Regions from separate parts of the Hordeum vulgare genome. Here region 1 is linked to region 2. A link is a contact called in public Hi-C data. All regions are on one chromosome and are shown on one strand. Each heading gives the region's core, a stretch centred on a gene start, on an enhancer-like site or on the middle of the called end of the contact. The rest is flanking DNA. Distances are from core to core; before and after follow the strand shown. Region 1 has its middle 70 kb from the start of LOC123451083. Region 2 has its middle 83 kb from the start of LOC123451082.

Region 1 (6,117 bases), core at 3,341-5,840, 200 kb before region 2:
GGTCGGACAGCTTAGTCGCGCCGGTGATCACCGTGGTGACGAGAGTTCGATCCGTGGGTGCGTATTTTTCATAGGCCGATTTTTTCAACCTCCATGCTGAAATGGACCGGCCCAACAGAGTATCTTCGATGCGAAACATTCCTGCAGATTTTCTTAATTCGATAAACAGTCGCTGCGTTACTCAAGGGGTAGAGGGAGCCACACAAGGATCATCTTTTGCGGGTATAGAACCCATCAAATGTTGCGGCCAACCATCGTCACATGCGGCGAGTTGGGTACTCTCTTACGTATTTTATTCTGGTATGCATTTTTGGCTTTTAAATGTAGTTTTTTGCCCGATTTTGCCTACGTTTGATTTTTTTTTTGAAAAAACGAAGAAAACAAATCCATGTTTTTTTCTTCCACAAGAAGCACATATTTGCTTCTTGAAAAAGGGGAAAACATATTTTGTTTTGCTTTTTTGCTTCCATGAGAAGCTCATATGTGCTTCTTATAAATTACAAAAAAGGCCATTTATTTTGGCTTCCACAAAAAGCACATACTAATCAGAAAGGCAAAGACACAATTTTTTTGTTTTCCTTTCATGAGAAGTACGGATTTGCTTCCGTGAAAAGTACAATTTATATTTCCAGAAAAAAGAAACATGATTTATTTGGCATCCATAAGAACTACATATTTGCTTCTCAAAAAAGAAAAAATGAAAATAAATCCTGCTTCCCGCCCGGTCTTTTTTTCTTCGGGTATTTTCGTCAAAAAATATTAACATGAGATCTAGTTTTGAACATTTTGGCATAAGAAATCCAACAAAATGAATCAGGATTTGGATATAGAACCCATCAAATGTTGCGGCCAACCATCGTCACATGCGGCGAGTTGGGTACTCTCTTACGTACTTTATTCTGGTATGCATTTTTGGCTTTTAAATGTAGTTTTTTGCCCGATTTTGCCTACGTTTGATAGTTGTTTTTGAAAAAACGAAGAAAACAAATCCATGTTTTTTTCTTCCACAAGAAGCACATATTTGCTTCTTGAAAAAGGGGAAAACACATTTGGTTTTGCTTTTTTGCTTCCATGAGAAGCTCATATGTGCTTCTTATGAAATACAAAAAAGGCCATTTATTTTGGCTTCCACAAAAAACACATGCTAATCAGAAAAGCAAAGAAACATTTTTTTTTGTTTTGCTTTCATGAGAAGCACGGATTTGCTTCCGTGAAAAGTACAATTTATATTTCCAGAAAAAAGAAACATGATTTATTTGGCATCCATAAGAACTACATATTTGCTTCTCAAAAAAGAAAAAATGAAAATAAATCCTGCTTCCTGCCCGGTCTTTCTTTCTTCGGGTATTTTCGTCAAAAAATATTAACACGAGATCTAATTTTGAACATTTTGGCATAAGAAATCCAACAAAATGAATCAGGATTTGGATGCATGATTCAAGCGATAATACATTGTGAAAAAATGAAAATAGAAAAAAAGATGTACTTCCGAGTTTACAACAAATGGTGCATGTACAACGCGCCACTTGGTAGCCTGTGAGAAGGTGGGAGAGACCCTTGCAATTGGTACCCCTTAACTAGTGCTTTAGTCTATTTGGCGAGCTGGCGAACAAGCCAGCGTGCAACTTTCCGCTGCGTGCACTTATGTGCTGGGCCATGTCCGGAACGTTCTTTTATTTCTTTTTTTTAATATTTACAGATTGAAAAAATATATCAACTTTTCAAGTATTATTAAATTTAAAAACAATGTTCAAGAAATAATTAAATGTCATGGATTCAAAAAATATTCATGATTTAAGAAGAATATTTGCATATTAAAGAAAGTTCAATAAATATTCGTGTTTTTAAAAAAATGTTTGTGTATTGAAAACAAGTTCGTGAATTCCAACAAAATATTCCTGAATTTTAAAAAATGTTTTGAAATTTCGTTATTTTGTAAATTACAAAAAGAGTTCATCAACTCCAGATATATTCATGTATTCGAAAAATGTTTGTAAATTACAAAAGAGTTCATCGGATCCAGATATATTCATGTATTCAGAAAATGTTAGTGGAAACAAAAAAATGTAAATGGATTTAAAATTTGGTTCCCCAATTTCATTGTTTTGTTGGATACAAATATAGTCATAAATTCAAAAACAAATTCACAAGTTTCAGAACAAAGGTTGAAAATTTTAATAAATGTTCATGAATTTGTAAATTCAAATACTTTATGATTTTCTAAAATATACACGTGAATTTAGATTCACAACTTCATAAAAATGTTTGTGTATTAAAAAAATGTACATGTCTTAAGCAAAACAAAAACAAAGAAAATATAAAAATGAAATGAAAAAAGAATAGAAAGAGCAAAACTAAAAAACATAAAAAAAGAAAAACCAAGGAAAAAAATACACACATGATAAAAGAGAAACCGGGTCGGAAAGGTTCTAGGACCTTCACGAAACAGGAAAGTGCTAAGAGGCCGGCGTTATGTACGAAATACGATTTCCCGTCTGCGCTTTAGTCGGCTTAGCAACCAAACACACACACTTTGCACGCTAATGGACCAACCCATTTGAGCTCTTATGTTTAGCTTTTTGTTCTTGCCCCAACGGATTTTATAAACGTGGTAGAACCTTCTCATGATCGTTTTTCATTTTTTTTTAATAATTTGTCCTTTGGCCTTAATAATTATTATTTTTTCTCCCTTTTCAAAGTTGATATAATTTTCAAATTTATGAGCATTTTTCTATTTGGATAATTTAGTATTCGTGTTTCACAATTAGTGATTACTTTCAAATTTATGATTGTTTTTAAATACCTGGATTTTAAAATACATCCATGAACTCTATTATTTTGAATCTTTTTAACTTGTCAGAAAAAACCAAGTCTCCGGTTTTCTTATGAGACAAGCCATCCCCGGTAGAAGTCACTAATTGTTTATTTGAATTTTGTGTGTTGTGGTGGTGAAGAAATAAAGCCCGATAAGTGTTTGTCTTCGCACTAAAGGATTTTTCACGCGACTTGAAAATGTTGCAGATTTGTGTAAAGATGAAATATTTGCCATGGTACTAAGTTTTACACCTTACGTAATGGTTAACAATATGTGTGTCTTCCATGCATTTGCAAACAACTTATTAAAAGAATTAGCACGCTATTTATAGTTTTCGATTTGTACGAAAAGGCAAAAAGTCAAGATATTAATACGCTGACAACTTTTTTCCTTGAGGACATGTCTTATACTACGAACGATATATGGTTATAGTCGTTCAAGCATATCTCCTTGACACTCCCGTCCATGATCTAAGCTAATAACTGTTCGGGAACCAACATATGAGAAAAACTCTCCTCGATAGCCTTTGTGCTACCCTTTCAATTGCAATAGCAGCTAACACCATCACAATGCTAACACGACAACTTGCATGAAGGCAGCTAGTTCCACACATCGTGGCCTGGACATTCCGCTACGCCCAAGCAACGGCAGCAGGATTCCACTTCAATGTTTCATCCCACGAAAATTTCATGGACGATCTTCTCCACAGGCTAAGGATAAGGAGAGAGAGAAAGACCCATCTCCGTGGGGACGAACGACTTAGATTTAGATTACAGATGAACAGACAAAATGCACATGAGAAATTCGTGTAAAGGTTGTCACAAAGGGTTTCACTCAATTCATCGACACAAATCAACATCGACTACACAGGTTATAATCATGAATCGTTCAAAGACACCAACATACAGTGCATTTTACACTTTCACCATGGCAACTTTGAGTTGTCATCCGTGCTAGATGCATACCGTAGCTCACGAACTAGCAAAGCTGGCAGATTCTCGACACTCATTGTGAACAGAATGCGTACCAAAGTCGTCCTAGACTTTAAACCAAGATTTTATTCAATGCACCGACACAAATCGATATCAACTATTTTTTCGTTAAAATTGTGAACCATTCAAGGACGCGACGTTTTGCACTTGGTCAAGGCAGCTTTACGCTGTCGTCACCGCGTGCTAGATTTGCGATGTATCTCCCGAGCTAGAAAAGCAGGTGAATTATGTGCCACGGGTTGTTTTCGTTGAACAATGTGCTGAATTATCACGTTCTCTTGTCGGTGGATGATATAACTTTTCATAATTATCAAATAAATATTGAAAAACTTTCTCTTGTTGATAAAGCACCAATATGTTCAACACAACTTTGTCAATAAAAAACGTTTCACACAACAATCTGGGGGAGCATGCAATCAAGCCCTTTTGACAAATTAGGGACTTGGGTGTCCCTAATTTGCTCACATTGTTCTTGTCGGCAAGAAAAAATTTGCCCACCTGACCAGCAGCTTAACTAAGCAAGGTTGTATCTATATCTTCAGTAAAAGCTAGTTCAAGATAACTTTACTTTTTTGAGACAAATATAACTTTACTTAACTGCTAATCAAATGTAGGACGATATACCAGACAGAAACCAGGCCGTAGACCGTCGAAACCCCGCACCCATAACACCCAGGGAAAGGTACAAAGTTCGTTAATTCGGTTGGTCCCAACCCAGCCCAGGCCCACCACACACCAGGTGTCCGAACTGTCCGCCCCGGCGCGTCGCCTTCGCCGGGCCAAGTCAGCACAGCCCCCCACCCCATGCCCGTCCCCCATGGCCGGTCGCCCATGCCGCCCCCATACACTACGAGCGTAGCAGTCGACGCACACCTACGCTACGCTCGTAGCGAGTGACGGCGAGTGCGTAGGCGTAGCCCGCGCGATCTACTACGCGCCATCCAAAATCTCATGGGCGGCACGCGCGGCCCCGTGCGTCCCATCCCCTCTCCCTGCTGAGTCGGCGCTGCATGCTGGCTTGGGGCTGAGATGGCGGCACCGTCTCGAATGTCGCCGAGAGAAGTGGCCAACTTGCTCTTCGGTTCTCCGAGTGTCAATGGCGTGCAGAGCCCAAGTGCTGACCGAGTTGCCGCTGCTACCCACGGACAGAAGGACTGTGCGCGTACGGGTGGTCGGTGGCCGCGCGCGGGCTGGGCTGGACTGGAGCGTTGGTCTGTCCGGGGGCGCGCCGACCATGCCATGGCATCTACCTTGGGCGCGCCCACGGGGCGGGGAACCGGCAGCCCGGCCGGTGGCGCCGCGCCGCTGCGTCCTGGGTGACGCCGATCGCCCGGTCTCCGCCCCACATGGGGCTGCGGCGTGCAGGATCCAGCAATGTGGGACGCCGCGCCCCACCCCCACTTGCGTTGCATGTCATGGCACGTACGCCCGCCCAACCCCACGTCCGTCCGTTGTACCGCGGACAGCGCCGTGTCTCGTTGTCTCTGACCGAGAGCCGGCCGGGACGTCGGCCAGGGCACGCGCCATGCACAGCGCAGGCCGCTAAAGTGTGTTTGGTTGCATTCTCATCTCATCATAGTTTTTCCCGCTTCGGGCATGCTCATCTCAACACCCCTCTTCATGCATGTTTTTTAAGTACATGCATCTAATTTATTTGCATTAAGCTAGTATGAATTCGTACACCTTTTATACACTCTACCAAACATCCAAAAATAAGTAAGAAATGAAACTTTTAGGCTCATCCACACTAGCAAACACACACTTAATGGAGATCGATCTCCTCCAAAGACTCCGCACCCTCCATCGGGCCCTGCAGGTGGGGGACTCCGCAACGCTACGCTCGTGCCGACACTGCGGGCGGCAAGGCGGGGCCGTGGCGGCCGCGCTGTCGGCCGTGCCGTCGCTCGCTAGCTGCATGCACGGGAGCGAGACGGCACCCCGCTTCTTGGACCTCCGACGATCTCGCTCCGTCCATCTCGCCGGTGTCTCATCCCAAACTTTGTTTCAACGTGGAGACAAGTTAAGCGCGGCGGCGCCATGCACGCAAGGCAGACACGCGGCTGGCCCCATCTGCAGCGTCAGGAGGCGGCAGCATTTCTCAGCAAGCGCGCCCCGGGTTGCCGTGTGATCCAGCCAAAACTTTGGACCGGGCAGGAGCTCTGCCTGCCTTTTGGGACGCCGTTCCTGGCAGTCCAGGGTTTAGATTGGCATGGGCCAGGGTCGCTGATCACCTTGTCTCGTGATTCTCGCGCGTGCTGCTTGCCCGCGATGGTATATGACTGATCTGATGGGCAGGGTTTTGGACCGGGC
Region 2 (6,592 bases), core at 1,183-3,682:
CTAGATGATAGTTTGTAGTAGTTCTTACATAAATTGTGGTTGTTTCATGTGTTTGTATAAAAAATGAAAATTATGAAATGAGGAGTGTGATTGACGTCCGTGAACACGACCGGACACATTTGTAGACACGTTTACGGTATACAATATCATCTGTACTCGATAGCAAAGCTAGCCGAAAATCACTGGAGGGACGAAACACATATCATCATTGTGTTTGAAGGCCCAAATGCTAAAAACTAACTAATATTATCCTTTCCAAAAAAAAATCCTTCAGGAATTGATCCATGTCTTGGGGGCGGCACACCCGTCTCAACATAGAGGTGAAACGAGAAATGTGATTGTGAAATGTGAAAATTTGACCGAGATCCGAGAGGGCATATGCAGCATCATCGGTACGGTATCCCTGCCACAGCATCATTTCGTCGACAATCTGCAAGGGTCAACCGCGCAACAACTAACATCACAGTGCAGTTTCCCTCGCGAGGAAAAAACAAAACAGAACGGCGCCGAGTCGGATGTACATCTCCATAGCGACCACGGCGATCAAGTCTGAGACGGAGACGACGATGATCCGAAAACGCTTGCAGTAAATGATGCCGTGGAATTCCAAGAACGTACCACGAACTAGTCTCCATCCGAGGAAAAGAGGAAATGCCCGGCCCGATCGAGAAACACAGCAACCGGGTCTCCATCCGAGGGACGACAAATACATATCCGAGCAGATTTTTTCTTCCGGGATGAAGATGAAACGAGATCTTGTACCGCGGCATGGGCAGGTGACGCCCCGTACGTCGTCGTCCCCGTCGCTGTTAATACGTGTGGAGCCGAGCGGTACGAGCCGTGGTACAGAGCCACGCCGGTCTGCGTGAAGTGAGGCGAGGATCTTGCGGTGTTCCCTATGTTGATCCTTGGGCGACCTCTCGGGCCTACATGCCATTTTGCTGGACGCATGGGCCCCGTTCCCTCTCGACATGGTGTTGGACGGCTGTCTTGAACTTGGAGGGCCGACCGAGACCGTGCATGGCAACATGGCTCGTACCAGGGCATGCAGCCACACGCAGGTTGTCGAGTCGAGACGGACGTTCAAGAAGGAGTAATTGTTGAACCTTGCAACATGAGTTTTGGTCGAGGGTCTAATGAATCCGGACGGGGGAATACATAGCACAATATATGGTTTCCTCCGGTAGGTCCAAGTGGCACCGTATAGTCCCCTGAACTTTCCTCTCGCGCGAGCGACTAGAAACCCTAGCCGCCGTCACAAAAGCCCCTTCGCCTCGTTCATTCGGCAGCTCCCCTCGGTCGATGACCTCGATCGTCGGTGGGGGTTTGAGGGGAGGGGGTTGCCGGATTTACATGGATGAATCGTGTAGCTTTAGTTTAGGTCCTAGTAGCTTTGGTTTTTTTAGATGTTTATCGTCTTGGCTTCGAAGGCGACAATGGCGACCCCGAATAAAGAAGGCACATATATGTTTCCAACGAGGCAATTAGTCTTATGGTTGGAGGTGAATTTAGAAATCAGTCTATTCAGGTAAGAATGATGTGGCGATGTTGTCATTCTCGTGGTGGGCCTGTGTCCTCGCGCTCCGTCGTTGCGATGGTGTTTGCTCCAACGCCATTGTGGAGCTTGGGAGGTTGTCCAGGAGTGGATGTGGATTATGGTCTGCATTGACAACATCTGAAAGACGGAACATGTGTTGGGTTCGTGATTGATGGATGACACGTATGGTTTCCTCCTTCGACGTCTTAATCGTGCTGGGGTGCCGGACGTGGAGATCGATGGTGTGTCCGGGGTGTTGCCCCGTCTGATTCGTTCAACGGTGATGGCTTCACTTTTGGTAAGCGCTCTTGGAGGTCCGCAAAGCTGCATATCAGCGATGGAGCCGAGTCGATCTCGGATGAGGAGGTGATCCGTCATTTTTTCCCCGTTGATAGGTACTTTGGTGGTGCAGGAGGCAGGTGACGGGGCGTTGGTGTAAAGCTTAGTAATGTTCTGCTATATTTTCAGATTCGTCATGTCGGTCTTTATGTGACTTGTATTTTGTATTTTATGATATGAATGGTGCACGTATTACCGTGTAAAAAACAATAAAAAGAAAGATAAAGGATAAAAATATATTTGTAAACATGTGATGAGATAATTAAAACCAAATAATCATCTTTTAATATATACAGTATGGTTTATCTCTCGTTCAGCTCAGCATATATATATGTGTGATTTTTAGCAAAGCCGATATATATATATATCCATCCTATGTGACGATAGCACCATTGCATGTCGAAGCCGAAGGCGAGGGGAGGAAGTTTCTGCGCAAGTGGGCGGACATGTACGCCGGGACCGGGCGGCCGCGTTGCAGGCGATCGTGGTGGCCCATGCGGGCCTGGGCGGCCGGCCGGGGACATGGGCGCGCGTCATAGCGTGAGCGTTATTTGGTCGGGACCCATACGAGATTATTTTGTTTTCTCAACCGGGACGGACCCATCCAAGATCACGCTCCCAACACACCCCCATCACCTTCTAAGTGGCAGCACGTCCGACGACCCCCGCCTACGCGTCGCCGACGACGTACGTGCGTCGATCACGCAGGCTTCCCTCCAAGAATGAATGCTCGATGGCAACGCATCGGCGGTGCATGGGGGAATCTACGTACGGGAGGCGGCCGGCCGGCCGGACGGCGGCCGGGGTCGGTCAGTTAATTGATGAAAGGAGGCGTAGGCGGGGCCGGGGCCATGCATGGCGCCAATGGCATGCAGCGAGCGGCCAGGGGCGTGCGTGACAGCCGGGCGTGGCGCTGCGTCCCCTGTCGCGCGCCCTGGCGCCGGGGGGTCGATATGGACCGCGGCACCGGGGACAGCGGGGCCTCGCCGGCCGTGTTCCGTCCGGGGTAGGGACGTCGCGCCGCGCTGCTGGCCCGGCCGCGGACAGGCTCAGGTGCAGGGTTCCCTCCGGTCCGGTCCGGAGCGTGCGTACGTACGTATCGTTCGCGTCGCATGCTGATGCTGCAGGACCTCTCTCTGATGTACGGCCACGCGTGTCTGTGTCCTTGTTTTTTTTTAAAGAAAGGGGCTCCCCCTTCTCCATTTTATTAATGAAGTACACAGCCAGCGAATATCTATTTTAACAGAAAAAGTAAAACCGACCAAAAACAGGTCTAGACAAAACATAAACCTCCAACAGTTTTTACAGCTAAGACAAACATAACTCCAAACCAAAGTCTAACTCTATCACAATTCTTCACCAAGCAATCCGCAGCAATTCTCCTCTCTTCTTATCCAGATCAGAGATGAACTGACACAGCACCAGCTCTTGAGTGGCGTCGCAGAGAACAACCCATTGGCGTAGGAAGAGCCTTAGCTTCATGAGCACGCAGTCCAAACTTTTCCATGTTTGACCCTTGAAGCAAAATTCATTTCTCAAACGCCAAATACTCCATAAGGAGGCAGCCACAACCATATTATGTATAGGTTTCTTTTTGCATATCAGCCATAAGGCATGAATATCATGAAAGCAGGAGATTGTAATATGAAATACCTCCTCAAATAATTGCCAAATACAAGAAGCTACAGTACAATCAAAGAACATATGTTGAACTGATTCCAACTCAGAACAAAATAAGCAAGATGGGTCTTCCACACTTCTCCTCTTAGCTAAGTTGTCTCTAGTTAGTACTTTGTTGTTCATACAAAGCCAAAGGAAAACATGGATGTTTTGGGGGCATAGAACTTTCCACATCTTGTCCCCAACCCTGTGATCAACCCCACCATAGTTAATAGCACTATAGAAGGATTTAACAAAATATATTCCTTTTGGTTCCAGCATCCAAATAGGAGTATCAGGGGAATTGGAGAGGGAGATCTTTTTAATAGTCTCAATCAGAAGATTCCACCTATCCAGCCCTCTACTGCCAACACATCTTCTAAAGGATATCTTAAGTTCATTTCCATCCCACACCTGAGAGATGGTACAATCAGGTTGGTTGCAAATGTGAAATAGGTCCCAAAACTGAACCATCAGGGAACAATCCCCCACCCAAATATCAGTCCAGAATTTAACTTTCCTACCATTACCAATCTTCCATCTATAGAATGTCTTGGAGGCATTAAGTGCCCAAGTTACACCCTTCCAAAAAGAAGAAGAACCATTTTCAGGTTTGGACCACAAGATATTAGGAGAATCAATATTATACTTGAAGGAAATAATATATTTCCAATCCTTAGTTTGATTGTCAAAAAATCTTTTCCCCCACGAGGCCGGAAGAGCCATATTAAACTCTTTAAGGTTAGGCACCCCCAGGCCCCCAAAAGCTTTCTTCCTAGTAACCAAACCCGAGCTAGCAAGATGATACCTGTGTTGGTCTCCCACATTCCCCCAAAAAAAGTGAGCAGGTATTTAGTCATTAAGTAAGGATTCAACATGCCCTGCCATTCCACCACCTTGACAGAGACACCATCAATAGGTAGATCAAAAGGAGGGAATTCAATCAAGTCCTCTACATTCTTCCATGGGAGGAATATTAAAAGAAATTTCTTATCCTCTAAATCTCTGATTTGCCAAGGCCACTCTTTATTTTTGCAAAAAATCCCATTCAGCTGCATTAAGAGTTCACGGGCAGAAACTTCTCCTCTAACAACCTGAAGAATAGCACAGTTCTTGTAATTCATCCAACTGGATTCAGTAGAGATGGGGACATCAATGTGATAAAAACCTAGTCCAGCTGCAGCACTTCCAAAGTAAGTTGCAGTAGGGTGTTGACGAGCCCAAGCTGCACAGTTGTTCACATTGTGTACCCCAGCACAGATGAAACACTTTTTGGGCTCAATGCAGTTGCCAACATAGTGCCCAGGCCAGATACAGTTAAAGCAGATCATGTCCTTGTACCTTGGATCCAAAGCTTAGACAGCAGGGGGGTGGGGATGACTGGCACCAGAGCTGCAGCAGGTTGGGCTCCATTAGCTTGCTTTCTAGACCCCCCTGTCCCTCCTTTGTTTGTGGTTTGAGGCTTCACAACAACAGGGGGGGTTGAACAGGTTGAGCCTGCCCTCCTTGGGTAGGGACTGGCTTCTTAGGAGGTTGACGGCGGGGAGGTCGCTCCTGCTGTGGCCGACCCTTCTCCATCGCTCCCTTGACAACCTCATCAAAAGAAGAGGATCCAGGACCGATTCCTTCCACACAGAGACGAAAAGAGGTGGGAGTAGGATCAAACTGGGTGGGGAACTTCACAGGGAAGCAGTCATCTCTGGTGAATTTCTTGGGTCGGAAGAGATCCTTCCTGATCCAGAAGAGGGGTGGTAGGGTAGAATTAGGGTTTGAGGGAGGAGGAGGGGGGACTAAATAGGAGTGGCGGCGGCTGGGGGAGGGGATAACCCACAGCTGACCGAAAAACTCTTCAGCCACCTCCTCAAACATGTTTCCCAACACAGTAGACGGTATTTTAAGCTCTGCTTTCCCCCTGACCACATGTCCATGAATTAGTGGAGGGGGAATGGGGAAAGGTCCAGAATACCCTGCAGAGGGCATCTTTGGAATATTCCCTAGGTACACCTCTCCCCTCTCATCAGAGGACGTACCAGATATAAGGGTAGAAACCCCATATATATTACTCACAAGGTCAGACTTGTTTTCTATATTCTTTGAATCTATTCCAATAATTGGATGCACCATTTCCATCTTGTCTATCTGGATAGTTGACTGTTTGAGTGGTGGGAACTCTTGCTCATAACCTTTCTTCAGAATGTTCTCTGACAGAGGAGCACATGCTCCATTCACATTCACAGTAGTCCCAACCATCTTATTCCTGGGATTCAGATTAGGTTTACTACACATGTGTCTTATGTCTATCCAATTCTTAATCTGAGAAGAGGTCATATTACTAAGGGGAAACCCTTGCAATTGTGAATCAATAAAATTGCATCTCTCTGAACCTGTATCATTGATATCGGCACCTGACTTGTTCCGAGTACTATCTATTGCCACTTTACTCATTTCTAAAACAATTCCATCACGCGAATCCTGATAAATGGATTGATCTACTGGATCAGTTCCAACACCAGTGCTATCATTCAGTGCAATGAGATTCTTATTTTTGATACAACAGACCAGATGGTCATCTTTTTTCTCCCCATCTACCTGTTGTATCTTACGACAAGGAGCAGAAACTCCATTACCCACATCAGGCAAAACTCGGGGCAGGCTAATGGTACTACATCCTCTGCTAACCAGAAGGTTAGAATCACACTCAACTGTAGACCTAGTAACTACAGCACCCGTAGATCCATCTAGAAAACCAGCATGCACACGAGAACGATCGACAACATAGGTGCGAGTGCGTACGTGAGGATGAAGACGATGTACTTCACCTCGATCTACCGGCCATGGCGACGGTTCGAGGCCATGGACACCTCTCCCCGCTTGATGACCTCGAATTAAAAAAATGTTTGTGCTTTTTGTTAAAAAACTTATCATGATTTCCAAAAAATGTTCGGGGTTTTTAAAAAACTGTTCTTCATGTTAGAAAAATGTCTCTGTTTTTTAGAATAATGTTCTGGATATTCAAAAAATGTGCTGGGTTTTTATAAAATATTCTACAAATTCAGA

Evidence for each region. Hi-C and Micro-C count contacts between places; a contact is called where the count stands out from the background.
Region 1: a Hi-C map of seedling shows a contact between it and region 2, with 2.5 times the contacts expected there. The contact joins two enhancer-like sites. A contact is called at or near these places in 3 of 6 Hi-C or Micro-C datasets (leaf and seedling).

Annotation. Positions count from the first base shown.
Region 1 is chr4H:25,070,019-25,076,135 of MorexV3_pseudomolecules_assembly, reverse strand. No RefSeq gene overlaps it. Among protein-coding and RNA genes, the nearest start is that of LOC123451083, 70 kb to the right of the region's middle. Within about 2 kb of position 4,590, at least 3 of the 3 cell types and tissues checked have open chromatin away from gene starts, as enhancers often do. A contact at or near this core is called in leaf and seedling, where this site is marked.
Region 2 is chr4H:24,871,866-24,878,457 of MorexV3_pseudomolecules_assembly, reverse strand. No RefSeq gene overlaps it. Among protein-coding and RNA genes, the nearest start is that of LOC123451082, 83 kb to the right of the region's middle. Within about 2 kb of position 2,432, at least 3 of the 3 cell types and tissues checked have open chromatin away from gene starts, as enhancers often do. A contact at or near this core is called in leaf and seedling, where this site is marked.